Regions from separate parts of the Mus musculus genome. Here all the other regions are linked to region 4. A link is a contact called in public HiChIP or PLAC-seq, Micro-C and promoter capture Hi-C data. All regions are on one chromosome and are shown on one strand. Each heading gives the region's core, a stretch centred on a gene start, on an enhancer-like site or on the middle of the called end of the contact. The rest is flanking DNA. Distances are from core to core; before and after follow the strand shown. Region 1 holds the start of Arhgap24 (Rho GTPase activating protein 24). Region 2 holds the start of Wdfy3 (WD repeat and FYVE domain containing 3). Region 3 overlaps Wdfy3 (WD repeat and FYVE domain containing 3). Region 4 holds the start of Gpat3 (glycerol-3-phosphate acyltransferase 3). Region 5 overlaps Wdfy3 (WD repeat and FYVE domain containing 3).

Region 1 (4,583 bases), core at 225-2,724, 1.6 Mb after region 4:
TGTCAATCCCAGCAGGCTTCAGTGCAGCACCAGCGTTGTTAGTTATACACTAGTGTACTTGGCTGTAGAAGGGTCTGTGGTCCTTCTTAGCAGATGGAACTCTTCCTTTACCTCATCTGCCGTCTCCATGACAACCCTCCCCTTTCTCTTTCTGTGTTCTCTCTAGCCTAAGAACCCCATACATCACACTGGCTGGTGAGATGGTGTCAAGTGGAAACGATGGAGACAGAGGTGTGAAGGCCAAAGGCCTTGGACACAAGGATGGGATGTATCTTAATCTCTCAGCCTGGGATCTGCCGGGCAGCCTCCCTGAGTTTAATTTGTGTCACCTTGGGTCTGAATTGCTGTGGTAACATTTGTTATAACCAGAAAGTAGGCTCCCAACCTAATAGCAGTCTTGCCTTTTTGAAATGTCACAGTCTTGAATCATACCTACTGACACTTGTCTTCCAGGGGCTCTCAGGGCATGGAATGTGTGCAGATTTCATTTTGGTTAATCTCATTGTTTTGCAGTTCTCATTTAGAACTGCCCACAGGCTGTCACTTGACAGTGTTAACAGTCCGCCATTACAACATGCAAGGCCTTGTGAGCCGCTGAAGGTCATCTATCCCACCAATTAGAAACACAGGCCACATGGCTTCTGGCTAGGGGTTCTACACACATTTTAAAGGATCAGGCAAAAGAGCTTATTCCCCCCCCCCCCGAACTTAATTTCATTCATTAAAGGGCTGAGGTGTCTCCTGCCAGAAAAATCAATTTTCTAGTGGGACCTCGGCCTGGGATGGAGCAGACTCATCCCTACCCCCGCCCCGGAAACCTGACGGCAACAAAAGCAAAATACCTATTCGTGCCCATCCAGGCTTGTATGCTCGTCAGCCTGAGCATGTGCCTGGACATCCCAAAGGACAAAATCCAAAACACCAGGCTTTAGGAAACCTAAGAGTGCCAAACACCTAGAACAGTAAGCGCTCAGTGGGTGGGAGTGGGGAGGGCTGGGGGCTGGGGGCTGGGGGCTGGGGCAGTCTATATCAGGAATATATTTGCCACCTTGCTCTGAGAACTCTAAAAGCATGTCAAGACGGTTTATTACACTTAACATCTCTCGAAATGCCTGACTAGAGCACACTCATCTAAATACGTTTTTAGGAATAAAGCTTAAGCTGGAGAAATAAGATTTGGCAGAGATGGTGGCAGGGCGCGCATAACCAGTGTGTGAGGCTTGCTGAAGGAACACAAGAGTGGGGGCTTTGGGTTCCTTACATTCTCTCACCCATAGCCACAGATCTGTGAGCAGCATGCCCTCATGCTGCATTTGGGCTGAAATGAACGCAGCCAACTGCAGAGGGCCCAGGCAGTGGTGTCTGATGGGGCGCCCGCCCAGCATTGCTCTGGAGGTGAGGCTGGCGTGCAGGGCGGGGCTCCCGCCACCCCACCAGTGCTGCTTGGGTCCTCTGAAGCCGCCAGCTGCCAACTGAAACCCGAAACCCGGCTGCGTCTGCGGGCTGGCCCCACTCAGTTGTTCCAGCCTCTTGTACTGTATATTTACACATTCACACACAATCACTCTTTCTAACTTCTTGACTCTTTGCGCAACTGCTAGGATTTCTCAAGTGCATGTGGCAATTCAGCCCGGGTGAGAGAAAGCCGGTGGGACTCGGAAGGGAATCACGGGGCCGCGGGGCCGCCCAGGCTGCAGAGGGGACAGAACTAGAGCGAGACAGCGACTGCTGGGGGAGTCCCCCCCAACTTTCCATGCAGCTGTGGCTCTGGGGCTGCCCGGGCTTCCTCTGAGAGCAGCACGCAGGCCTGGCGAATGGGGTTCTGCGCTCGCCCTGGGAAGTAAAGGGCACCCTGCCGACTGGAACTCATCTTTAGGCCAGTCCTAGGAGCCTGGACATCGGAGCAGCCGCCAGCCATCCCTTGTAGGTCCGGCATCCCTGGCAGGGTAGGTGATTTGATTGCTGCTGTGGAGCTGGGGCTTGGGGGGAGGGGGGGAGAAACCACCCGGAGGGTGGGTGGATAGCAGCTTCAGGCTATAGGGAGGTAACTGCTGTGAGCCAGGAGCAACGCTGGGACCATACTGGTTCAGTGTGTGTGTGTGTGTGTGTGTGTGTGTGTGTGTGTGCGCGTGCGCGCGCGCGCGAGAGCACTCGCTTGCGTGTAAAACACAACAAGCAGGCATCTTGTGTTTCTGACTTACAAAACAAATGCAACTGATACAGTCTCTACTCCCGCCGTCTACCTTCTCCTTTCATCTGCTGATGTTTTAGCTAGTTTCAGAGTTGCCTAGACAACTGGCGTGTGGAGGTAGATTTCAGTATATATTGTGTTACTATTGTACCGGAAAGTGGTAATCTTCGGTGGATTTTAAGACACACAGATGGGTTTAGACTTCTTGAAGGAGTAGTATTTTGAGGAGGTATCCACCTACTTTAAAAGAGAAGCAGGCAGTACATTCTTATTAAAGATAACTTTAGCAGTATTTCTTGTGAAAGTCCTCAAAGAGAGATTATTAGGCGGAATGCCTTTGAGATGCTAGGCTGTCTAATATGGGCTAGTGACCCAGCTCCTGGCTCCACTGTAATCTGTTCCAACTCATCTGAGTAAGTCTCTCCCTAGTGTGTTTGTTTTTGTCCCTTTACTCACCATATTACAGATTAGTCCCGTTTAGCTTCCAAAACATCACTGTTTCATCCCATTCTTCAAAAAGGAAATGAGAAAGTCAGGTGAGGTGCCTGAAATATACAAAGTGTAAAAGCTTTGCTTACTCATAAGTATAAAGTTTTGTCTTGTTGGGTCTACTACTAAATAAGAGAAACTGATTCGAATCTGGGGACATTTGCAGTGGTATTTAAAAGCTATACAGGATTGCCGAGATAGATGGGTAGGCAGATTCAATCCGTTCGTTCCCTGACTCTAATTAGAGCTCAAAACTAGCCCTTAAGGTCAAGAAGTGATGTTGGTATTGAACTGGGCATCATAAAACATGCAGAATCATTAGGAAGCAAATACAAAGGTACCCGAGGCTTGTGGGTTCTCAATCTCCCTCTAAATTCCCCAGTACTTACTTCATCTTCTCTGGGAATACTTCACCTTCCAAGAGAACTTAATCATAACCACCTTTTCATTTTTCCTGAGTGCCTACCCTCCAGAAAATACATCACTATCTGCTCTCTAGAGCCTTTATGGAGTTGTCAGAGCTTTTGCCTTAGACATGGTGGAAGGCAAAGCCATCAAAACATAACTGTAAAAGAAAGAACATCTTTTCACACAGAGGAGAACGCATGTTCTTGGTAGCAGACCTTTTCAAAGGAATAGGGAGCAGGCTGAGGTTTTGAGGTACATGGAAGTAATGTACAGCTAGCAGGATATGGGGGGTTGTAATTCTCTCTGTAGGAGAAACTCAGACCCCTTGACTTTCCACAACATTGCTATCATCATTTTCATTTCAGCATCTGAGGGCTTTGGATTTAACACAAGGGTGGTTGCTATCCAATAATCTTTCTAACCTAGTAGTAAGTGGGACAAAATAAAGTTTTTCAGAACAAATTGAAAAACCACTGTAGAAATAAATAGCGATGTTTCTTTCCAGACAAGAATATAGTGTAAACTAGTTTTGGCTTATATCTCCAGTGAAATTTGCCTCCGCATTTGATTCAGATAATAGCTGCCAAAACTCTGAGAGCTGTCCTGGATGGTGGATTCATTTCCCATGTAATCCTGAACTCTCCTGGGTGGAAGGTGGGGGCGGGGGCGGGGGCGGGGAGGGGCGGGGCAGTCGGTGGGTGGGAATGAGCAGCTGTGTACTGTGAGATTACTTTGCTATGGGTCCAGAGTCTAAGTGGTGTTTACCAACAGTGCCCATAAGAGCCCCCGCTGTGACCTACTGGCCCACTGAGGAGAGTTTTCTTCCTGGCTTCTAGCGTCCTGGTTGGCTTCTCTAGGTGCACAAAGGCAGTGGTGCTGTGAAATCTTGGCTATGTATGTTAGTTTCCTGTTCTATGAGCAGGGCTATGGTGCTCTCTGTTACCTGGAATCCGTTCCCTCTGGTATTTTCTGGTCAAAGGTGAAGAGACGAGTTTCCCTTTAATTCAACATGTGTTCGGCTGATTGCTTCTTTCTGGCCCATCTTGATTATTTTTATTAAGGGTGAATGTTTTGTAAAACTAATCTGGGCAGGTGAGTGTAGTCTTAGCCTGGATCCCAGGAGGAAGATTCTGCTACACAACTTGTCACATATGGATGCAGAGGAGAGAGGAGAGTGAGGGTAAGCAGACTCTTAAGCCTTTATTAGGCTCTAATCACATTGCACTGGAGAGAGAGAGAGAGAGAGAGAGAGAGAGATTGATTTATTTTCAATAAAATGATGCATGTTTACTCCTAAAGCCATGGCAGAGAGAGAGAGAGAGAGAGAGAGAGAGAGAGAGAGAGAGAGAGAGAGAGAGAGACTTTTATTTTCAATAAAATGATGCATGTTTACTCCTAAAGCCATGGCGGAAGGACTCAGATTTGTCCCAGATAGAGAAAGACATCTTAGAATACAGTTGTAAACGGACAGTGTTGCATGAAGCCAGTACTGAGC
Region 2 (4,964 bases), core at 2,293-4,792, 1.2 Mb after region 4:
ACCAAAATTTCGTAGTGATCTCTTTACTAAAAGCTAGCTTCACAACATGAAAGGTAAGTAAATACTAAGCCGCCCAGGAAACACCCTGGACTGTGCCATGGCCATCACAGTGAGACCGTAGCGGGCAACTAAGACAAAAATGTGTTTTGAGGAATGTCTGTCCTAAACTTCCTGTTGTCCCAAATACTACTGAAAATAAGAACTACGAAATCAAAAGTCTTAAAAGCATATGACCACATAATAGCCACACAATAAATGGCTAAAGTATTAGCCAACAAGAACAGGTGCTGACACAGGAACGGCGGCATTGCTGGCAAGCGTGCTAAGTGGTCTGGTGGATAAAAGCACACTGATGCTCATGATAGGACCTTAAAGTCCCACCTCTGCATATTGAGTCAAGAAAACCAGACCTGTATGCTGAAGGTTAAAATAGCTCATAATACTCATAACTAACCAAAATCTGTATCAATCATGAATAGACAAAAAGTAGGACCATGCTAAAGAGTCCTAGTGCTATAGCGGTAAAAGGAAACTCAGTGCTTGCTGGAGCTGGTTGGTACCAGCTATACAGAGCCCTTGGGTGAGTTCTCAGAACTTTCTCATGTTGTTTAATGAAGCTTAATATAGGCCATGGTGACTGTTACCCTAGAACAACTGCCACAGTTGTTACCATTTACCAGCCCGTGGCTATACCACTGCTCTATGGCACAGGCATTACACTAAACGCACGAAGGCACAAAAGGCAACATTCTGCACCACGAGGCATCTGGACGGTGTTCCACAGAGGACATTAATGGTTGCCAAGGATCTGAGGACTAAGCAAAGGGCCATGAAGGGCCTTCCTAGGGAAGTATGAATGGCCTCTGCTTGTCTGTAAGACAGACCACCCAACTGCACATTCAGATAAAGCGTCACTACATGGAGATGATTCCTGAGTAAACCCAACCTGAAAAAAACCAAATCGGCCATTAATTTGTGAATGGTGCTGTGGGCGAGAAAAGTATCCGCTGTGCAGAAGGGGCTGGGACTCAGAGCAGACGCCAGACAAGCAGATTCTACACAACAGTCATGATGGAAACGCAAGGGTCTGTGCCATTGGAATCACAGAAAACAATAACACTAGAGGGTGGGTGGTTGGGGAGGGGGATGCAGCGAGAAGAGCTTTGGGGTGTGGCTGCAGAGCTGTGTGCATACCTGGGTCACCCCAGCAAGCCCGTCACTGAGCCCTCTGCACTGAAAGCCCATGACTCCAAAATGCCATGCCATTCCGGTCTTCACATCTAATTGGTATCCTAAAACATTGATCATCACTGGCTCTAAACTTAGGCAATCTGGGTCCTAGACTTTCCCTAAAGTTGCCTAATTCCCCATCTGTACAATGGGATCAGCATCTTCCCCGTGTCTGAATGAGAATACACGGATGAATACTTTACATGCATGCTATCCTGGGATCCTCTCCATCTTTCCGTGGTACTCTGATACACTCTCCATCACAAGCATTAGACAGAGACAGGTGGAAAGTACACAAACTAATTTTTTTTCCTCAGACTTGCCTGCATCTACAAGACTTAGACGTTCACGCTCTTCTCAGCCTCCCAGTACCTGGCCAACAGGTATGAGTCACCATACCCAGGTAGGATATTTACTCTTTTTAAACTACGATACCCAGTTGTTTACCATCTTTTGTGGTTCCAGATCAAATGGGGGTGGGGGAGCCCCGATGTAGGCTACATTCTGAGGATAATTTCTAGAAATTCTAAGACCCCACTGAATGCAGCACCTTGGTGATATTTAGGACACCAGAGGTAAACAGTGAAGACTTGTGGAGTTCAGCATCCTCAGAGTACAGAATCTGATCCTGGAATATTACACTACGGTTTAACTTTCTTTCATGTCTTTCCAAGTTACTTCAAAGCCTCATGTTCCTTAACTCATAGCACATTTGTAGAGAAATTTTTGTGAGAAGCATATTTTTACATGAATAGATTTCAACTAAGGAAAAGAGAAACTATTTAAAAACCTGTATTTCTAGTTGCTTGAGGCAGAACTGCTCAAAGTTTTAGTTCTCAAACCTAATGAAATACAGATTTTTTTTAAACATTAAATGCATATCAAGCTAATTCTTACACAGCAGGGTCCCATGATGACAGTTTTATTTAAAGAGGGATTTACTTTGACTAGATCTATACACTAACAGACTATAGTCTTTCTCCTAGACTCTACACTAATACCACATCCCATTTTCCTGTAAATAAGTACATTTTTCATTGTTTTGTTATTTTTACTTGCTTTACATCCTGACAGTGAAAACTGATCTAAACCTGCTTGATAGAGGCCAGCCTGGAATCTGCTGTCTCGACGCAAGGGTTTTGTTTTTCTTTTTTTGTTGGGTTTTCAGACACCATAATAACCACTTGGTACTGACCAACCCATAGCTATTAGTGAACAAAAATAGTTTTTCGTATGCATAAGCACCATTTTTCCCACAGAAAAAACACTTAGCCATTGGTGAGGTACTGAAAATCCATGCATTCGGTAAACATCTGCTTGATCTGATTCTATCCTATTATTTCTACAAAGGAAGAACTCATCATCTGTCTCTCCGATTCAAGAGTCAAAAAATCAATGGAACGCAGCACCTCCGATGCGACCATGGTCCAGAGGGCTCTGGTCGGAAAGGTCACCGCTGCCTTTTCAACCCCGCCATAACCGCGAATGTCGGTGATGCCACCACATCCCCGATGCAGGACAGAAGCATCCCAGGTCCCTTCCACAGGGAAGGGTTTGCAGCTCAGAGCGTAGAGGGATGAGCCAGGAGAGGCCCGCGGCCCTGGAGACGGCGCCCGAGGGATGGAGGCCGCGCTCCGCTGCGCCCGGGCGCGCGCGGGTGGGGGCTGGGGGGTCCGGGAATGGGCACCGGGAGGGTCCTCCCGAGGGGACCGGCATGACCCCCACCTACCCCGGGCGCCGCCGGGTTACGCCCCCGCCCTCCCGGACCTGCGGTCGCCTTGCCCCCGCCTCCCCATCCCCGAGGCCCCCGCACGCCCCTCCGCCGGCCGCCTGGGACCAGCCGCCGACGGCGCCCTCTCCAGGCCCGGAGGAGGACGCGGGTGGGGGAGCGGCTGGGCCGCGGCCTGTCCCCGCGCGGACAGCGCCTCCGCCCCGCAGGAACAAAGCGCGCCGCGGGCGAGCCGGCGAGCGGGCAGGCAGCACTCACCGCGGACGCGCGGGCCCAGGCGTGGGGCCCGGGAGTCCCCCCAGGCCGGGCCGGGGCCGAGCGCCCGCTGCAGTCCGCGAGCTGCGGGGCCGGGGCGGCAGCCGTGCTAGGCAGCCAGGGCAGCGACGCCGCCGCCGCTCCCTTCTCCCGCCTGGGTCCCTGCTCCGCCGCGTCTTCTCCCTCGCCGGGTCCCCGCCGCCGCCTCAGCCTCGGCACTGCACGGGCTGCTCCTCTCCATCAAGGCCGGGCCGGGCCGCGGGGAACATCCCGGAAAGTGAGGGCTGGTGGCCGTCTCCCGCAGCTGCTGGTGGCCATCTTTAATCCTCCTCCTCCTCCCGCTCTCCCCACCTCCCGCGCCCGCTGACGGACGGCTCGGGATCCTCCTCCCGCTCCTCCCGCTCCTCCTACCAGGCCGGCCGCAGAAACTGCAGCCGCGCGGCCGGCCCCTCCCGCCTTTCCTTCCTCTTTCCTACTTCCTTCCCTCGCCGCGGCTCCTGCTTGCCGGCACCCTGGACAGGCGCGCAGCCCAGTCCGCGCCCCGCGCCCCGCGCCCCCTGCCCTCGCCTCCGGGCTCCCGGGTCCTCTGGCGCAGCGCTCACCCCCTCCTCCGGCTTCTCGGGGGACCCTGCTGAGAAAGCACCGCTGCGCGCCCCTGAGCCCTACTCCCATTGCTGGATGCTGTCACCAGCGATGAAAACACGCGAGCCTGCGTTCATTTTACTCCAGCTGGAGTACAAAAGAACTGCCCACGCTAGCTCTTTCACTACGCGGCCTCGAACCCCCACCTCCTCCGGTGCGGATCAGGACCCAGGAGTTTCCAGTCTCCAGGGTTGTCCTGGGTCAGTGACCTTGAGACCTTCTGCTGAGATTTTAGGTTTGCCCTTTCTGGAAAGGTCATTCTTTGTACCTCCATAGACCTGACCAACACAATGTTTGCACTAAATGAGTATGGATTGGTAAACTTGAAACAGCCAAGCGGACATCAGCTTGTCTCTGTTCCTAGTCCGCCCAGCGTACCGTTTGGGTCATACTTCTGTTCTGACGGTGGGGACAAAACTGAGTCAGCATGAATGCTTGAACTCCTTGAGTTGAACAGCTCAGAGTGGGGAAGTAGTGGTACAGAAACTGGAAACACGAGCTTGTTTTCCCAACACTGCAATCTACAGCAGTTTTAGGATTTCCTCTAAAAAAGAAAAAAAAAAAAAAAAAGCCGAAGTAATTTGGACTTGCTGTTTCCTTTTTTTAAGCCAGTTTGTGTTTGGAATTGGATCCAGTTGTACCGATTTACTCCACTGTTTGCTACAAGATTCAGCAGCTGTTCCGTGTGGGGGCCCCTGTTCCTGCTGTTCCCAGGCACCCGCTGGCAGGACAAAGCACCTTTCCCCAGGTGTGGAGAGCCATGCCTGTAAGGCCTGTGCTGGGTGGGGCTGCTGTTGGATGAGGTTGGGGGGTCCCTCAGGAGGATAGAAGAATTGTCCAGAGTTGGAGGCCAGGGAGACAGTCAGGGAAGGGAAGAGACCAGGGGCAGGCTACAGAATAAAAATGTAAATGTTACTCAATTCTGAAAGAGTAGGTCAGAACAACCCCTTTTAAAAAAACCTACTTTTATAACCAGATCATCTAAGGGGGAACAGAAATCCGATGCTTTGCCTCTAAGGCTCACAAAGTAACCTGTAAAGATACTGGCCATTCAACTGTTTTAACTCAGTCTGTGCCATCTATAGAATTCCTTTAAAGCCAAATAGGC
Region 3 (5,063 bases), core at 1,568-4,067, 1.0 Mb after region 4:
AGCTCAAACTGTGAGTGTGAAAACACAAAAGCACTCTAAGGCTCTGTATGTCCTGGGATTGGAGGCAGCAATGCGTGCTGCAGTTCTCACAACACTGGTCCATTTACCAATGGACCAGAGGGGCGAGGCGTTCAGTGTACCAGCGTCCGCTTACCTGGAGGAGATATCTCCTTTTATGCACCTCCTTGATGTCTTCATATGCAAAGATGCTGCAGGTTCTCTTGAGTTGGCTGGGGCCTTGCCTGGCACCTCGAGGGATAATTGGTTCGTGCATGCTGTGAGGAGCCAAGCGGGAAAAGGAAACACACAAAACCACTGGTCAACAAAGGAGATGCCATTCTCTACAGAAGACTAGGCGGCAGACAGTACATCAGAGTTTTCAGTTAAAATTGTGATAATAATCTATCGGTCCCTGGGGAGTTGGGAACCCTTCTGAAGATCACCATCAAAGCGTTTTCTCCTGTTAGGTCAGCCTTTCTATCTCTCAGTTGGCACAGGGTCTAGGCCAAGAACATGTTTAGGAATCCATAAAACATTTTATTTCTTTCCAAATCAAAATAGAAAGAAATGACCTACAATATTTTGATATAGATCTATCTTTATATTAATAAAACACAGTTTTATTTTTCAAGAATCACAAAACACGATTAAATTTTTTTTATGCGGAAGAATGTCTCATGCACGTCACCATGAGGCCTTCAGTCACCATGGTTACCACACTTCTAATACTCAAGCACAAGAGCTGTCCTTTCGTCAAGAGTGTTGCTCCTGAATGTCTTCCTATAGCTGTGTGCACGTCTAGGTGTGTATAGCTGTCTGTGTATGTACATGCCTGTGCTGGAGCTGAGGTGTCCTGTTCTGTCCCCCTCTGCCTTGTTCCTTTGCGAGAGGGTCTCTCACTGAGCCTGGAACATGGCGAGTAGCCACTAGCCCTAGCAATTCCCCTACCTCAGTTCCACAGCCCTGGGATAACAGGTGTCTGTGTGGCCATGTGTGGTGCTTTGAATGTTTGGCCCAAGGAGTGGCACGATTAGGAAGTATGGCCTATGAGACACTTCTAGCTGCCTGGACAAGACAGTCTTCTTTGGTTCAAGATGTAGAACTCTCAGCTCCTTCTCTAGTATCATGTCTGCCTGGATGCTGCCATGCTTCCTACCATGATGATAATGGACTGAACCTCTGAAACTGTAAGCCAGCTCCAATTTAAAGTTTGCCTTTGTAAGAGTTGCTTAGGTCATGGGGTCTCTTCACAGCAGTAAAACCCTAAGACATCAGGCTTGTGGGGTTTTTTTTTTGGGGGGGGGGAGTGGTGAGGTGGGGTGGAGACTGGGATCTGAACTCAGGCTCTCATGTATGTGTAGAAAACACCTTTACCCTCCTGCTATCTCTCCAACCTCTGTAGCAATGATTTCAAAACTGATCTTGCAAATTCAGAATGAGCTTTTAAGTGTATAGCTATGTTAGTTAGTTGTTTTATTAACTTGCCACAGCTAGAGTCAATTGTGAAAACGTCCATAAGATCAGTCCTTGGGCATATCTGCAGGTTATTTTCATGATTAGTGATTGTGTCAGAGGGGCCAGCTCACCATGGGCGGTGCCATCCCCTAGGTAGGTTGTAGGCTGTATAAGAAAGCCAGCTGAGTGAGGAGCCAATAGGCAGTGCTCCTCTAATTTCTGCCCTGACTTCCCTCAACGAGGGATTCTGTCGGGGAAAACAGAAGGCAAATTAACCTTCTCCCCCTAAGTTGCTTTCTGGGTGTGCTGTTTATCACAGCACGAGAGAAACTAACTAAACAGTAGGTTAACCATGACTATAATTTGGTATATAATGCTAATGATACAAAGACATAAAATGCAATTTTCATTTGAAGAATACTTTCTCTTTAGTGGAAAGGACAGCACTGCCCCAGGCGAGGCACAGAGAGACTGGGAGGTGACTTAGGACATGGCAGTGTCAGAGGCTCATACGGACGGGGAGGTGACATGTCTTAGGACGTGCGTTTGGGATTAAGGAGCAATGCAAATACATTGGCTGTCCTCTCGAGGCAGCTTTACTTGGTGTCCCCTTGCGCATTTACTTACTTTGGAGGTAAGGTTTCAATGTCCCTTATTTCCCTGGTGGCAGTCATGGTGAACCCATCGATCACATAGAAATGCTCTTTCCCGAAGAGAAGCAGCCCCTCACTGGTGTCCAGGCCCTGGACGCGCGCACAGCGGTACATGTGCTGGATCTACAAACAAAGTCACAAGAATCCCTTCCTGTACCTTCTCCCTTTTGTTACTGCTACAGGAAGCCCGAGGCTAAGCATGTTAAACCCGGGTTCATGTCCGGCCTGTAGATGATTTAGTAATGATGGCAAGCATTCACTCACATCATCCACTGGGGCCTGCACCCTACCCAGGACCCTAGCTCCGACAGCACACCTGTGCTAGAGTCTGTAAGTGAGAAGTAGGTTGGCTGAGGCTCCTGTTCTCATGGAGGGCAGAGTCTGGTAGAGCAGAGGTTTGAAGCATGCATGTAGAAAGATTAGAATAGGCAAGATGACACCCTGCACATGTTCTGCAGGAATGGGAGCCCCAGGCAAGTTCCAAGCTCTGTGGCTACAGCCTCTGCAGATGGTTGGGGGCCTCAGTGTCTTAGAACATCTGCTCTGTCTCTAGCATACGCCGTGGATTTGTCGTAGGCCTAAGTGAGATAAGGCATACAGCAACCACATTAGACTTGTTGGCTGTCGTCTCTCCCAGAGGTCACTGTCCTCTCTGCATGATCCTCCCAGGAGCCACAGGGTGGAATGCGTCCTTCACTCCCCACCCAGCCCCTGACTCCTGGGTGAGCCCAGCTGAGCAGATGCTCAGTTTCCTCACAGGGCAGGTTACTGAATCTCTCAATGTGAATACTGTTTTCTTTTCAAAAGGGTAATTCTTAGTAAACATTCCTCTTGTTTGACTCATTTCAACACAAGTCAAAGGGGGAAAATCAGTGGCTAAATCAGAGTCAAACAGCTATCAAGTGACGTCACTTGAATCTAGTTCCCCAGCTTTTCAAACGCAAGTGACTGTTTGAGAAGGGAACAGAAAATATCAAGCTGGCTACCGGAGCCTGGGGGGACAAGGGTAGAAAGGGAAGACCATTTCCCAAAGGGTGTGAAGTTTCATGTGCAGTGGGCGGTGGGTTTCAGTGACTACCTTTTATCCACTATCGGTGAGGCTCAATATTTTTACGCATAGATAGGAACACCACATTGTATCCTAAAGATGTATACGTCGTCGGAAATAAAATGTAAAGATAAAGGCATGAATACATTTTCTCAAATATCTAGGGATTAAGGCAATTTCACTGCACATCTGAGTCATTTCAATAAAAGGGCAGGCTGTTTGTAGGGAGGTCCACATATTACAATTTATTTTAACTTTTTGAAGCATAGTTTCATTGGAGGTTGGCCTCCAATCCCTGGGTAGCCTAGAATGACCCTTCTGCTGTACCTTCAGAATGCTTGCACTGAGTGGCTGTATTTAATCGGGGCTGGGATTTGAACCCAGGGCTTCCTGTGTGCTAGGAATGAGCTACACAAAATGAGCTACATCCCAAGGCACAGAGAGGTTTAATTCTTTTCCCTATGGCACTGGGGCTGAAAGCCAAGGCTGCACGCATGTCAGACACCTGTGCCACCATCAAGCTCTGCCCTCAGCTTCTTGACTTACTTTAAAATAACTGGTGCTACGTAAATGGGGGGAGGGGGAGGGGAGGCGGGAACAGATAGATTGACATCATAGGCACATAGGCCTTCTGAGTGTTCAGATGCTATAAACACGGAGTGAGAACCCTGTCATCTGGGGATGCTGAACATCCCGGGGCCACACAGCCTCCCTCTCAAGCTATCTTCTGGATGGATGAACTTTTATAGTTACATGATCTTTTCTTTTCTTTTTTTCTTCCTTATAATTCCATTCAAAATTATTCAGCGCACATCTCCAATCAGCATTGTTTTAATAACACACTGGCTTCTTATTACAACTTCTTGAGGTAGGATAGATCTCAGGGATTAATACCACAGGCAAAAAAGTAAGAACAGCCTTTTGAGATGGGTGATATTCAAATTCATGACACAGTAACCACCTTACCTTCCTTCCCTCCTGCAGCTAACTACCACGCCAAGGTCTATGTGTCTATTGTAGGACTGGGCTGTGTAAGATGGGGACATGAACAACAATCAGCGCCTGACTGCAAGCACAGCATCGAGAGGAAAGGGGACTCGGACAAACAGTCATGACAGGCGAACATTCTAGGATGCCCACTGAGCAGGCCACAAGCACTGAGGGAGGGCGTCTGAGCAAGGCTGAGCAGGCCAAGGAGACAGCCCTAATGGGGCTACAGACTTCAAGACTTATGGACGCAGCAATCACTAGAGGTTTCACCAGTGCTGGGACATGGTGGGGGGATTGTCAGAAGAAACAGTATGACCAACGGTCAGAGCTAACAGCATGGGGGTGGGGGGGTGCAATGAGAGCCAGCATGGAAGCAGGTGCTTAGGCTTAGAAGTGGGCAGAGCAGGGAGGCACGGGAGATAGCTTCCTGTGAGGGAGGGAGGGAGGGAGTGAGTGAGTGAGTGAGTGAGATCAGGGTTAAATATGAGCTGGAGGTGAGAGCCCTGATCAGCTGCAGTTTATGGAGATAGAGGGAAAGAGCACCTGGCTCAGACAGCTGGATGGCCTACCCCCATAGACCTGATTAGGACCCTAAAGGGAGGTGTGGTCTAACAACAGACACAGAGAGAGAATTAGGACTCAGTTGTGAACCCCATTTCTGATGAAACTTTGCACTGTTGAGTGCAAATAGGACAAAACACTTGCTTATGCGGCTGTCTTGTGCCTTGTCTTGGGACGCTAAGCACACTCCATCCTCCCCTCCCTCCTCCACCCTGTCTTGGGACACTCTGTCCCCAGGGGCAGTACCTTCTCTCCCTCTTCCAGCAGGCGCAGCAAGGTTGCGTTGTCTGTTTTCTCCTCCTCCTCTATGGAGCCGCTCTCAGCAATCTGGTCTTGGAGCTGCTCCTGGGTCTCCT
Region 4 (4,760 bases), core at 1,251-3,750:
TGGATTTCTGAGTTCAAGACCAGCCTGGTCTACAGAGTGAGTTCCAGGACAGCTGGACTGTGCAGAGAAACCCTGTCTCAAAAACAACAACAACAAAAACAAAAAACAAAAAAAATGGAGCTCTTATCCTTCAGTTGAACATCTGACCCAAAGTACTGCACGTGTAGGAAGAGCCTCTCTGGAACTCTATCTATCTGTATTAAAGTCAGACTGCAGAACTGAATCCACAACTGTCGTCCACCCCACCCTGAGGTCTCACAGTCTGTCCCAGAATAAAAGACTTAAGTAACAGAACCACACCAGACAGATTCCTATCTGTTCCTTGAGTTCATTCAAATACTAGAAAGATGCCCAGTATGTGAACAGGGACAGAGACTAGAGTCACAGAAACCACAGAACTCTTGGAACATCAGCAGCTGGAAGAGGAAGGATTCTCCCTAGAGCTCTTGCGGGCAGCCTGACTATGTATTACAGCATCTTAGTTTCAGACTTCTGGCTTCCATAAAGGTGGAAGCTCCAAGTGTGATCTGTTAAGGCAGGGGAGTCCTCACTGCAGGAAGGGGTTTCTGAGGAGGTAAAGTGCTGAACCTCTGCTTTTCTAAGGTTGCCAAGGTGAGCCTGTGTCTTTTAGGAGGCTTTGTGACATTGCTGGGGTGTGTGGGGGTGGGTAAGACATTCCTAAACAAAGCCCCAAACCAAAGCGTTCACACCTTTGATTATGAACAACAAGCCTTCCTGGGCACTGGGGTGTTTGTGTGCTGAGCAGAAACAGGGGGCCTCCTGTTTGTTTCCTCTGCAGGGTGAACAAGGGAGCAGCCCTTAGTCACTTCAGCTGGAGGGAATAATAGAGGTTAAATATTTTATTGGAACATTAACTGAGCTAATAAACCCTAGCTTGTGGCCTAACTATATAAACCACACATGCGCTCAGAGATATGTTGGCCAGCTTCCAGTTTCCTTCTGCACATACATAGAGGTTTATTTGATTTTTAGATGGTGTCTAAGAAAGCCCATGCTGGACTTGAACTCCTGATCCTCTTGTTTCTATTTCTTAAGCGCTGGGGTTACAGGTTTTCCACATAATGCCTGGTAGATGCTTTTCAAAAAATAATTTTTGTTACGTTTTATTTATTTTGTGTGTGTGGGGAGGCATGCCACCGAGCACAGGTGGGCAGGAGATAAATTGGTTCTCCCCTTATACGGGGGGGGGGGGGGGGGGTAGTGGTGGTGTCCAAAGATTGACGGGTCATCCTAGCTGACTGGCATCAGGCAACTTTGTTGATGAGCCACCTCAATGACCCCAGAAGCTGTTTTGAGAGTAAGCTCCGTTTCCTTCATAACTTCATTGTCCTCCCCTTCCCCCTTCTTAGTGGGAAAAGTGTCTTACACCTACCTGGCAGGAGGCTCAGAGAACAAACTTGTACAGTCTTTAAGGCCGGCTTCCTTCTTCCTCCACCCCTTCTGGAGGTGAGGGCAGCTTTCTCTGCAATATTTGCTGTAAATACTTTCAGTTCATTTTGCTAGCTCTCTCACTTTTTCCAGCTCCCAAACTGACTCCCGACTGTCAACAGTAAGAGTTTGGTCCTTCTAAGAATTGAGGGCCGACTCGGTGATGGTTTGGATCCTAGTCAGTCGCTTTGCAAACTGCTGCTCTCAATATCTTTTCTCACGCTTATTGTTAAAACTGGTTGTCCTGCAGTGGAATACGCGTGCAGGATTTTCCCTTCTTCGTTCTAGTAAGGCCGTTCATCACAGCGGCGTGGGACGTGGACCCCTGAGAAACTCTTAGCCAGTTAGGTGAAGGTTAGTATTTGCGCAGCGTTTTCTGCAGTCGGTGTAGGCGGATGCTAGGGAAGCTTAGACTGGAATCTCCTCCAGGGAGGGGAGTGACAAACAGCCTCTAGGGTGTCCTGTCCTCCCCTCCCCCTCGCCCGCTCACCGGTCCGCCTGCCCTTTTAAAGCAAGGTCTATAAAGGATCTACCTATTTAGTCTTAAGCTGACTGTTGGAACTCAAAACAGCCCAGACCCATCTCCTCGGAATTCTCCAGTCGCAGATTCCCGAGCGTAAGTGCTGGAATTCCAGTCTTCTGCGACACAACCGCTTGGAATTTCTGGGTCTATTTTGTGGCTAGAGAGGTGGTGGCAGAGTGGCTAAGGCGACTTGTGGAGAGAGAGAAAGCGGGCGAGCTTTCTTTCCCTGACTGCAGCTAGGAAGGAGGTAAGAGAGAGCCACGAGCCACGGTGCGCGACTGCCTCACCCTTGTTCAGTAGTTTCCTCCTCCCGAAAGCCCTTCCCAGGAGGTCGTGTTGCAGGCTCACAAACAAGATCTTCCGCAGCGATCGGGGACGTCAGCGGTCCGTTCTGTGGGTGAAGATGGAAAGTCTGCTACCGAAAGAACCTTTGCTGGGAGTGCGGGGGGGCGGGGCGGAGGGCGGCGGCTCTCTAGGCAGCAGCGCCCGGGAGACGCGGTCATGCCCCGGAGCTCCCTGTTGGGTGGCGATGGGGGTGGGGCAAGGGTAGAGTGTAGAAAAAGGGAGCCCGGCGCCCGAAAGCCACTGGCTACCCGCATAGCCCGCAGCCCACGCCGAGGTGCAGGGAACCTGCGGGGATCCTCGCTGCCGGAGGGCCTCGGTGAGTCACCGCGGGGTTGTCGCAATCGTTACCCGGAGGAAATCAGGCCCGGGGTGGGGCGCGTTCCTGGCTGCCTCCATGCACTCTGACTGCACTAGGGTGTCCCGTAGGTCACCCAGCTGGGTCTTCTCGCCAGAGACACTCAGGTCTGAGCCGGCTGCCGTGGCTACAGCTTGGCCTGGGCCTCCAGTAGAGAGTGAGCTTGCGGGGCCAACCGGGACCCAAGGGGAGGAAGCAAGGAGATCGCAGTAGTTCTGAGAGTTCTCGCCTTCCCTTTCCTCTTCGCTCCGCAGAGCTGAAGGGAACGAGGCGGGCGGCAAAGACTCCTCAGAGCCCGGCTCCGGGCTGGACGCTGTGTTTTCCGAACTGCGGCTGGACTGCCTGGGACTCTGACACCTACCGCTCTCGGCTTTCCTGGGGACCTCTTCCTGAGGGCGTGCTGAGACATGGAGGGCGCAGACCTGGCGGTGAAGCTCCTGTCCACCTGGCTGACGCTGGTGGGCGGCCTCATCCTTTTACCCTCGGCCTTCGGATTATCCCTGGGTATCTCGGAGATCTACATGAAGATCCTGGTGAAAACCTTGGAGGTGAGTGCAGGAAAGGATGTGGAGCTCCCGCTGCTCTGAGGACTTCGGATCTTGGAGTGGCAGGGGTTGAGCTTTGAACTGTGAAAGCAATTTGGGCAAGGGGGTCAGTCAGTGGTGGGAGGTCGGGGTGGAGATGGAACGGGGACCCGAGAGAATATTTCAGTTTCTGGTCTGCTGTAGTGAGAAAGACAGCCTGATACCAGTCAAGAACAGTAGCCCACCTCACAAGAATCCCTCTATCTGTATTTCTTCTTCACTACTATTTTTTTTTTTTTTTTTTTTTTTTTCTTACTAGATTAACCCCAGGACAGCCGTTTGCTGTATCAGCAGGTTTATTACCCACTATGCCTCTCGGGCTGTCACTTCACTCTTGAGTTTTTACAGCCCCAGGTTTCAGAGGTCCTTTTGTGACTACAGAGGCATCCTGTTCCACTTGGTGCCCAATATAAGACACCAAATGGCTGGGTGGCAGAGAAGAATCTGATTTTTTTTTTTTTTTTTTTTTTTTTTTTTTTTTTTTTTGGTTTTTCTGGACAGGGTTTCTCTGTGTAGCCCTGGTTGTCCTGGAACTCACTCTGTAGACCAGGCTGGTCTCGAACTCAGAAATCTGCCTGCCTCTCTGCCTCCCGAGCCTCCCGAGTGCCCGGCTGAAGAATCAGATTTTATTTTAATGTAGTCACGGGGATTTTTATCTAATCAGGTGCACTGGAATACTATCCCAAAGGTTTCTGGTCCTGGGTTTGTTTGCAGATTTCAAGGACAAAGGTGTTAGATCCAACTGAGTGGAGGGACAGGAGGGACGACATCAGCATAAGCTTATACACTCTTTTTTAGTAAAATTTAGAAGGCCACTCCAGGCCGGGAGGCAAGTGATGTGAGAATCGGAGTTCAGACGTTTGCTTGAGTTAAGTGTGACAACAGTGAATGCAGAGGCTCTGTAGGCTGTACAGCTTTGCATTGGTTTGGTACCCAAATCTCATCCCTGTTTCTCTGTATCTGATCTAGCAAGGTCATCTGATCCCTGTACCTTATAGTATTCGCCCTCAAAAGAGGGGAAACAATGCCTATTTGCATATAGATTTTGTTTTGGTTTTGAGACAGGATCTCACTCTTGGTGCCCTGGCTGGCTTTGAAGTTCTTGACAATCCACCTTCTGTTTTCTGGTGTTACAGAGTGGGACCGTCAGACTTAGCTTTCCACGTAGTTTTTAGGAGTGCGAACACATCAGTGCATTGAGTCCGTAGGAGGGCACTCGTGCATGGTGGGTGCCTTGTGTCTTTATGATTAAATGACGGGGTACGATTGCTTAGATTCTGCTGCCTTCGGTTTCTCCTGATTCTTTATTACCATCTGTAGCTGTGCACTTTTTTGACCTGTACTTTCTGCCCTCCCGTAGGACTTGGCTCTGTCCCTTGCTTTTAGCACTGGAGTGGCTCCTAGATGCACATCTCTACCTCTGCTGCTTGCTAATGCTTTCCCTTAGGCCTTTGCTGGACTTTCTCTTTGCTGGCCACTTTGTGAGTCCTTAAAATGGTTAGAT
Region 5 (4,380 bases), core at 317-2,816, 1.2 Mb after region 4:
TTACCGTGTTCACTGGAGTGTCTCAGCCAGGAAAACCAGAAGTCAGAGGACTGAATGATGTTTTCATAAAACGTGAATTATTTACAATGTCTTACATCTTGTCTACTAATTATATTGTGAGTTGTTTTCTAATTCTTACAAAAGTCCACACGTTCTGAGACCCAGGACTCGTGCAAAGCATGCAGGCAGGAGTACAGGGCAGGTAGGACGGCTCAGAGGTGAGGGCACTTGCTACCTCCTGATAACCCGAGCCCAAGCTTCAGAATCCACAGGGTGGTAGGAAAGAGGCAACTCCTGAGGGCTAGCCTGTGAACCCCTGAGGGCTAGCCTGTGACTCCCACCTCCACCTGGTATCAGTGCTTGGGCATACATCTGCACACCGAATGAGCAAATGTTTAAAATAAATAAATAAACTGTAATCTGACCACTCATGAGGCAGAGACAGGTGAATTTCTGTGAGTTCAAGGATACTCTAGCCTACAGAGTGAGTTCTAGGATAGCCAAGACTACAGACTGAGAGACTGTGTCTGAGAAAATAAAATAAAGCTTAAAAAAAAGGAGTTGTATGTTCAATTTGGAGACAACATGGAAAAGATGGCAAAGGTTAGACATGGCTTTGCTGTATTCCTCAGACAAAGCAGAGCTCAGCTGTTTGAGGCCCACTGCGTCTTTAACAGAGTTATAAGGTAAGACGGGAGTAGCCATGCAGCTCGACACCTGTTTGCACGAGGAGATTCAGAATGTATCCTCATTCAGACTCATACAGAAGAGATACAGAAGTAAAGTCTAGCACAACCCTAACGCCCGCAAAGGCATGAAGCTGCAATGAGCTACCTCTATAAGACAGTTTCGAACTTAAACCTCAAAGGTTTTCTTCAAGGACAAGTCTCTCGGCTCCCCCTGTAGTTACCACAGGGAACATAGTCACCGTCTTCCCAACAGCGTCATAGAGAATCCTCCATTCCTAGCCCTGCTCCGGAGAGCAAACTCCTTGTATGAACACTAAACTGGACTCTTCTGAGAATGGCTACCAGACACTCCTCAGAACCGAGGCGTGGCTCCTCTCTCCTAACAAATGGGCTCCTTTGAGAACGGCTACTGGACATCCTTTAGAACAACCGAGGCAACTGTCTAGTCGGCCTTCACTCAGACTCTGAACAGGCTAAGAAAGCTGAGCAATCCGCAGGGAGAGACAAAACCAAGGGTACAAGCATGGCTGGAACAGAAACAAAGGGACAGACACGTAAAACATCCCCGTGCTGGCAGCCCCGCCACACTTCCTGTACTTGAGTCCTGTAGTATTTGGCACTAAGAGAATTGTTTTCAAAGTAACTCTCCAAAGCCAGGTGTGGAGGCACTTGCCAGTGATGCCAGCACACAGAAGGATCACAAGTGTGAAACCTGCAAGGACCACCAAGTAAGAGCCTGTCTTGTACATGCACTGTCTACACAGCAAGGTGAATGTGAACGCCTGGCTGCCTACAGAGTGAACTAACACACTAACTACCAAAACTACGCCCGGGTCCGGCTGTGCTGGAGACTCAGGGTCATGACAGGAGGTTCTCTGCCCAGATAGAATTTAACCCCATCCAGAGTCGGTGCAGACATGAATGAAACACTTGACTCCAGACAGTTTCCTCTCAGAAATCTGTAAGTGTTCTCACCAACAGAATAAGACGTTTGAAACCCATGACCTATTATGGATGGTCATTATTATCTTAATGACCATCTTCAAATGCTAAATTCGAACACATACACAGTCAAAATGCTTTATGCCCTTTTAGGGTCAAAAAGGGGGAAAGTGAGGTGTTTTCCCTGTGACTCCCAAGCAGCTGCTGAGTGAGCCCCGGAGCCATCGCCTCCCTACAGAAAATTAGAATAACAATACTGGAATCTATTTGTCAGGAAGAATAAATGAAGAAGTGCATGGGAAAGAAAAGAAACAGTAAGTGCTACCTGCTAATAATACTGCTTTTATTACCATTAGCTGCTATTCAGATAAAGTGGGTGGGTTTCCAATATAAATGTGACATTATCAAACTACATTGTTTGAACAGGCCATTCTTCAGCAGGTGCAAGAAATGAAAACTACTGAAAAGCATGATCCAAGAAACAGAAGATAAAGGTAAGCCCACATGAAAATGTACTCATTTCTAAATAAACTAAGTGTGTGGGAAGACCCCCACAGACAGGCACAGTGCATTCTTTTTTTTCTCTTATCCTTGTGTTTGTGTGTGTGTGTGTGTGTCAGTATGTGTATGTATGTATCTCTGTGTGTGTATACATATGTGTATATGTATGTGTATGTATGCACATATCTGTGTCTGTGTGTATGCATGTGTGTATGTGTATCTGCATGTGTCTGTGTATGTGTGTCTGTGTGTGTCTGTCTGTCTCTGTGTGACAACATGCATACAAAGGGCAGAGGACAGCCCTAGGGATAGCAGCTGCCCTCTGTCTTGTCTGAGACAGTCTCTCTGTTATGTGCTACTGTATACCCGAAACCATAGCTCCCAGGAATTCTCCTCTCCCCACCTCTCAGTCTGCCATCACAGACACTCACTGTCCTGTGTGGCTGAGACTCGTCCTCTCCCCACCTGGCATCCCATTCTTTCCAGTGGGATCTCTCGCTTTCTGGAAAACCTTCAGTAGCTTTCCCTCAAAGAGATATAAACATACACAAGCACAGTCAAACACAAGGTCACCCACCGATGAACGGAGAAGGTAAGACGTGCTTTTAACTAAGCCAAATCTTAACTCTGCTCCTTAAGTTTTAACTTTTAAATCAAAACTGGGGTAGAGGTGAATATTTTATACCTGTGAGGTTCTTAAAGACATCTCTTGAACTAAGAAATGAGATGTCCTTATTTTGATGTTAAAAATTATTAGGCAAGTATATATATGGTATATATGGTATTACAGAACAGTCATAAATATGACTCGGCCTTTCTCTGACTGTTCCCGCTGCCTGCTCTCATATACACCATCTGTGCATTCACACGAACTTGAACCTGGACCTGGGCAGTTGACGTGCAAGCCTAGGACAGTTTTTCTGAGGTTTCTCCTTCAATGCATGAAAAAAACTAAGCACCCCACTGACAGCTCATGTTCCATAGACTTCTCGATGCCTCTCTCTCCTCTGGATCATTTGTATTGCCAAGAGCTCGCATGAGGACTCGTTTGTGCTTATTCTTTCTTTTCTTTCTGACAGGATCTCTCTAGTAGTCCAGGCTGACCTCACACCGTGGCCTCCAAGCGCTGAGGTTACCAGTGTCCATACACTGCTAAAGCAAAAGCAGCCTTCCTTTTTATTATTTAAAGGGGAAAAAAAAAAGAGTTTGGGCGCATGTCTGATGCCTGACCAAATTAGGTCAAAGTGTTTAGGTTGGGGAGACTTCCTCCTCCTAAATTTCTCCCTTCTCTTTATTTACCCACAGATGCATTTTCCCCCCAAAGATTAGCTCCCTCAGGAGGCCCCTAAGCAGCCACAGACATCTCACAACCATATTAATACATCAAGTGTTTTTAGCAGAGGTCCTGGTAAAACAGTCCACAGATGGATAAATGTGGTACATCCACATAATGGAATACTATTCAGCTATTAAAAAACAAAGATTCTTGAATTTTTTCAGGCAAATGGCTGGAACTTGAAAATATTATCCTGAGTGAGGTAACCCAGAGCCACAAAGATACTTATGGTATGTACTCACTTATAAGTAGATATTAGCCATAAACTACAGGATAGCCATGCTACAATGCACAGACCCAAAGAAACTGGATAATAAAGAAATCCCAAGGGAGGATTCAAGAATCTCACTCAGAGGAGAAACTAAATAGTCATGAGGGGTGGATGAAGAGAGGGAACTGGGTAGGAAAGGGGGAGAAGAGGGGAAAAGGGCTGGGGATCAGGTATTGGGAGTGAGAATGGAAATAGGGGGAAGGGCAGGGGGTTACCTCTGGTGACCTAGCTAGAGGCCTGGGACAGGAGGATATGAGGAATCTATAGGGATGACCCTAGATGAAATTCCTACCAGAGAGGAGGGGGAGGGAGGCCACCATAGGTGTTCACAAGAGCCTGAACCACCAACCAGGGAGCATGCAGGAGCTGAACCTAGACACCACACACACACACACACACACATTTCTAGCAATTGTGCAGCTTGGTCTTCATGTGGGTCCCCTAACAAGTGGAGCAGGGGCTGTCTCGGTCTCTGTTGCCTGCCACTGGATCCCTTTCCCCCTATCTGGGCTGCCTGATTGGGCCTCACTGGGAGAGGATATGCCTAGTCGAGTAGGTATTAGATGCTCCAGGGTAGGGTGGTACCCAAAGAGGGCTCCTCCTTCTCTGAGAAGGGGAAGGGGGATGGGGGGAGAAATTTG

Evidence for each region. Promoter capture Hi-C pulls out the DNA fragments that hold promoters and counts their contacts. A called contact is a pair of places that touch in the nucleus more often than the background predicts. HiChIP or PLAC-seq counts read pairs in DNA pulled down with a chosen protein or histone mark.
Region 1: a promoter capture Hi-C map of pre-B cells shows a contact between it and region 4. The contact joins the promoter of Arhgap24 here to the promoter of Gpat3 in region 4. A contact is called at or near these places in 2 of 39 promoter capture datasets (hippocampal neurons and pre-B cells).
Region 2: a contact with region 4 is called in an H3K27ac HiChIP or PLAC-seq map of embryonic stem cells, with 5 times the contacts expected there. The contact joins the promoter of Wdfy3 here to the promoter of Gpat3 in region 4. A contact is called at or near these places in 2 of 39 promoter capture datasets (cranial neural crest and embryonic stem cells), 1 of 484 Hi-C or Micro-C datasets (the G1E-ER4 cell line) and 3 of 115 datasets of contacts at active chromatin or transcription factors (embryonic stem cells, large pre-B cells and pro-B cells).
Region 3: a promoter capture Hi-C map of the SN4741 cell line shows a contact between it and region 4, with 4 times the contacts expected there. The contact joins the enhancer-like site here to the promoter of Gpat3 in region 4. A contact is called at or near these places in 5 of 39 promoter capture datasets (the 3T3-L1 cell line, the SN4741 cell line, hippocampal neurons and 1 more), 2 of 115 datasets of contacts at active chromatin or transcription factors (embryonic stem cells and forebrain) and 1 of 9 other capture datasets (embryonic stem cells).
Region 5: a Micro-C map of embryonic stem cells shows a contact between it and region 4, with 4 times the contacts expected there. The contact joins the enhancer-like site here to the promoter of Gpat3 in region 4. A contact is called at or near these places in 4 of 39 promoter capture datasets (the 3T3-L1 cell line, liver and neutrophils), 1 of 484 Hi-C or Micro-C datasets (embryonic stem cells), 2 of 115 datasets of contacts at active chromatin or transcription factors (large pre-B cells and stem cell-derived neural progenitor cells) and 1 of 9 other capture datasets (embryonic stem cells).

Annotation. Positions count from the first base shown.
Region 1 is chr5:102,479,917-102,484,499 of GRCm38.p6, forward strand. It overlaps Arhgap24 (Rho GTPase activating protein 24), which reads left to right and starts at 1,475. Exons shown (of 10, transcript NM_029270.2): 1 at 1,475-1,946.
Region 2 is chr5:102,066,379-102,071,342 of GRCm38.p6, forward strand. It overlaps Wdfy3 (WD repeat and FYVE domain containing 3), which reads right to left and starts at 3,543. Exons shown (of 67, transcript NM_172882.3): 1 at 3,218-3,543.
Region 3 is chr5:101,867,879-101,872,941 of GRCm38.p6, forward strand. Wdfy3 (WD repeat and FYVE domain containing 3) reads right to left here. Exons shown (of 67, transcript NM_172882.3): 46 at 4,954-5,063; 47 at 2,083-2,231; 48 at 155-275. Among named protein-coding and RNA genes, the nearest start is that of Gm20548, 44 kb to the left of the region's middle. Within about 2 kb of position 2,818, at least 11 of the 459 cell types and tissues checked have an H3K27ac peak or open chromatin away from gene starts, as enhancers often do. A contact at or near this core is called in the SN4741 cell line, where this site is marked.
Region 4 is chr5:100,843,729-100,848,488 of GRCm38.p6, forward strand. Gpat3 (glycerol-3-phosphate acyltransferase 3) reads left to right here and starts at 2,501. Exons shown (of 13, transcript NM_172715.3): 1 at 2,501-2,633; 2 at 2,927-3,220. The coding sequence starts at 3,080. Gm46917 (a long non-coding RNA gene) reads left to right here and starts at 3,831. Exons shown (of 2, transcript XR_001784903.1): 1 at 3,831-4,481. It also overlaps a transcript of Abraxas1 not described here.
Region 5 is chr5:102,034,460-102,038,839 of GRCm38.p6, forward strand. All of the region lies in intron 2 of Wdfy3 (WD repeat and FYVE domain containing 3), which reads right to left. Among named protein-coding and RNA genes, the nearest start is that of Wdfy3, 33 kb to the right of the region's middle. Within about 2 kb of position 1,567, at least 7 of the 459 cell types and tissues checked have an H3K27ac peak or open chromatin away from gene starts, as enhancers often do. A contact at or near this core is called in embryonic stem cells, where this site is marked.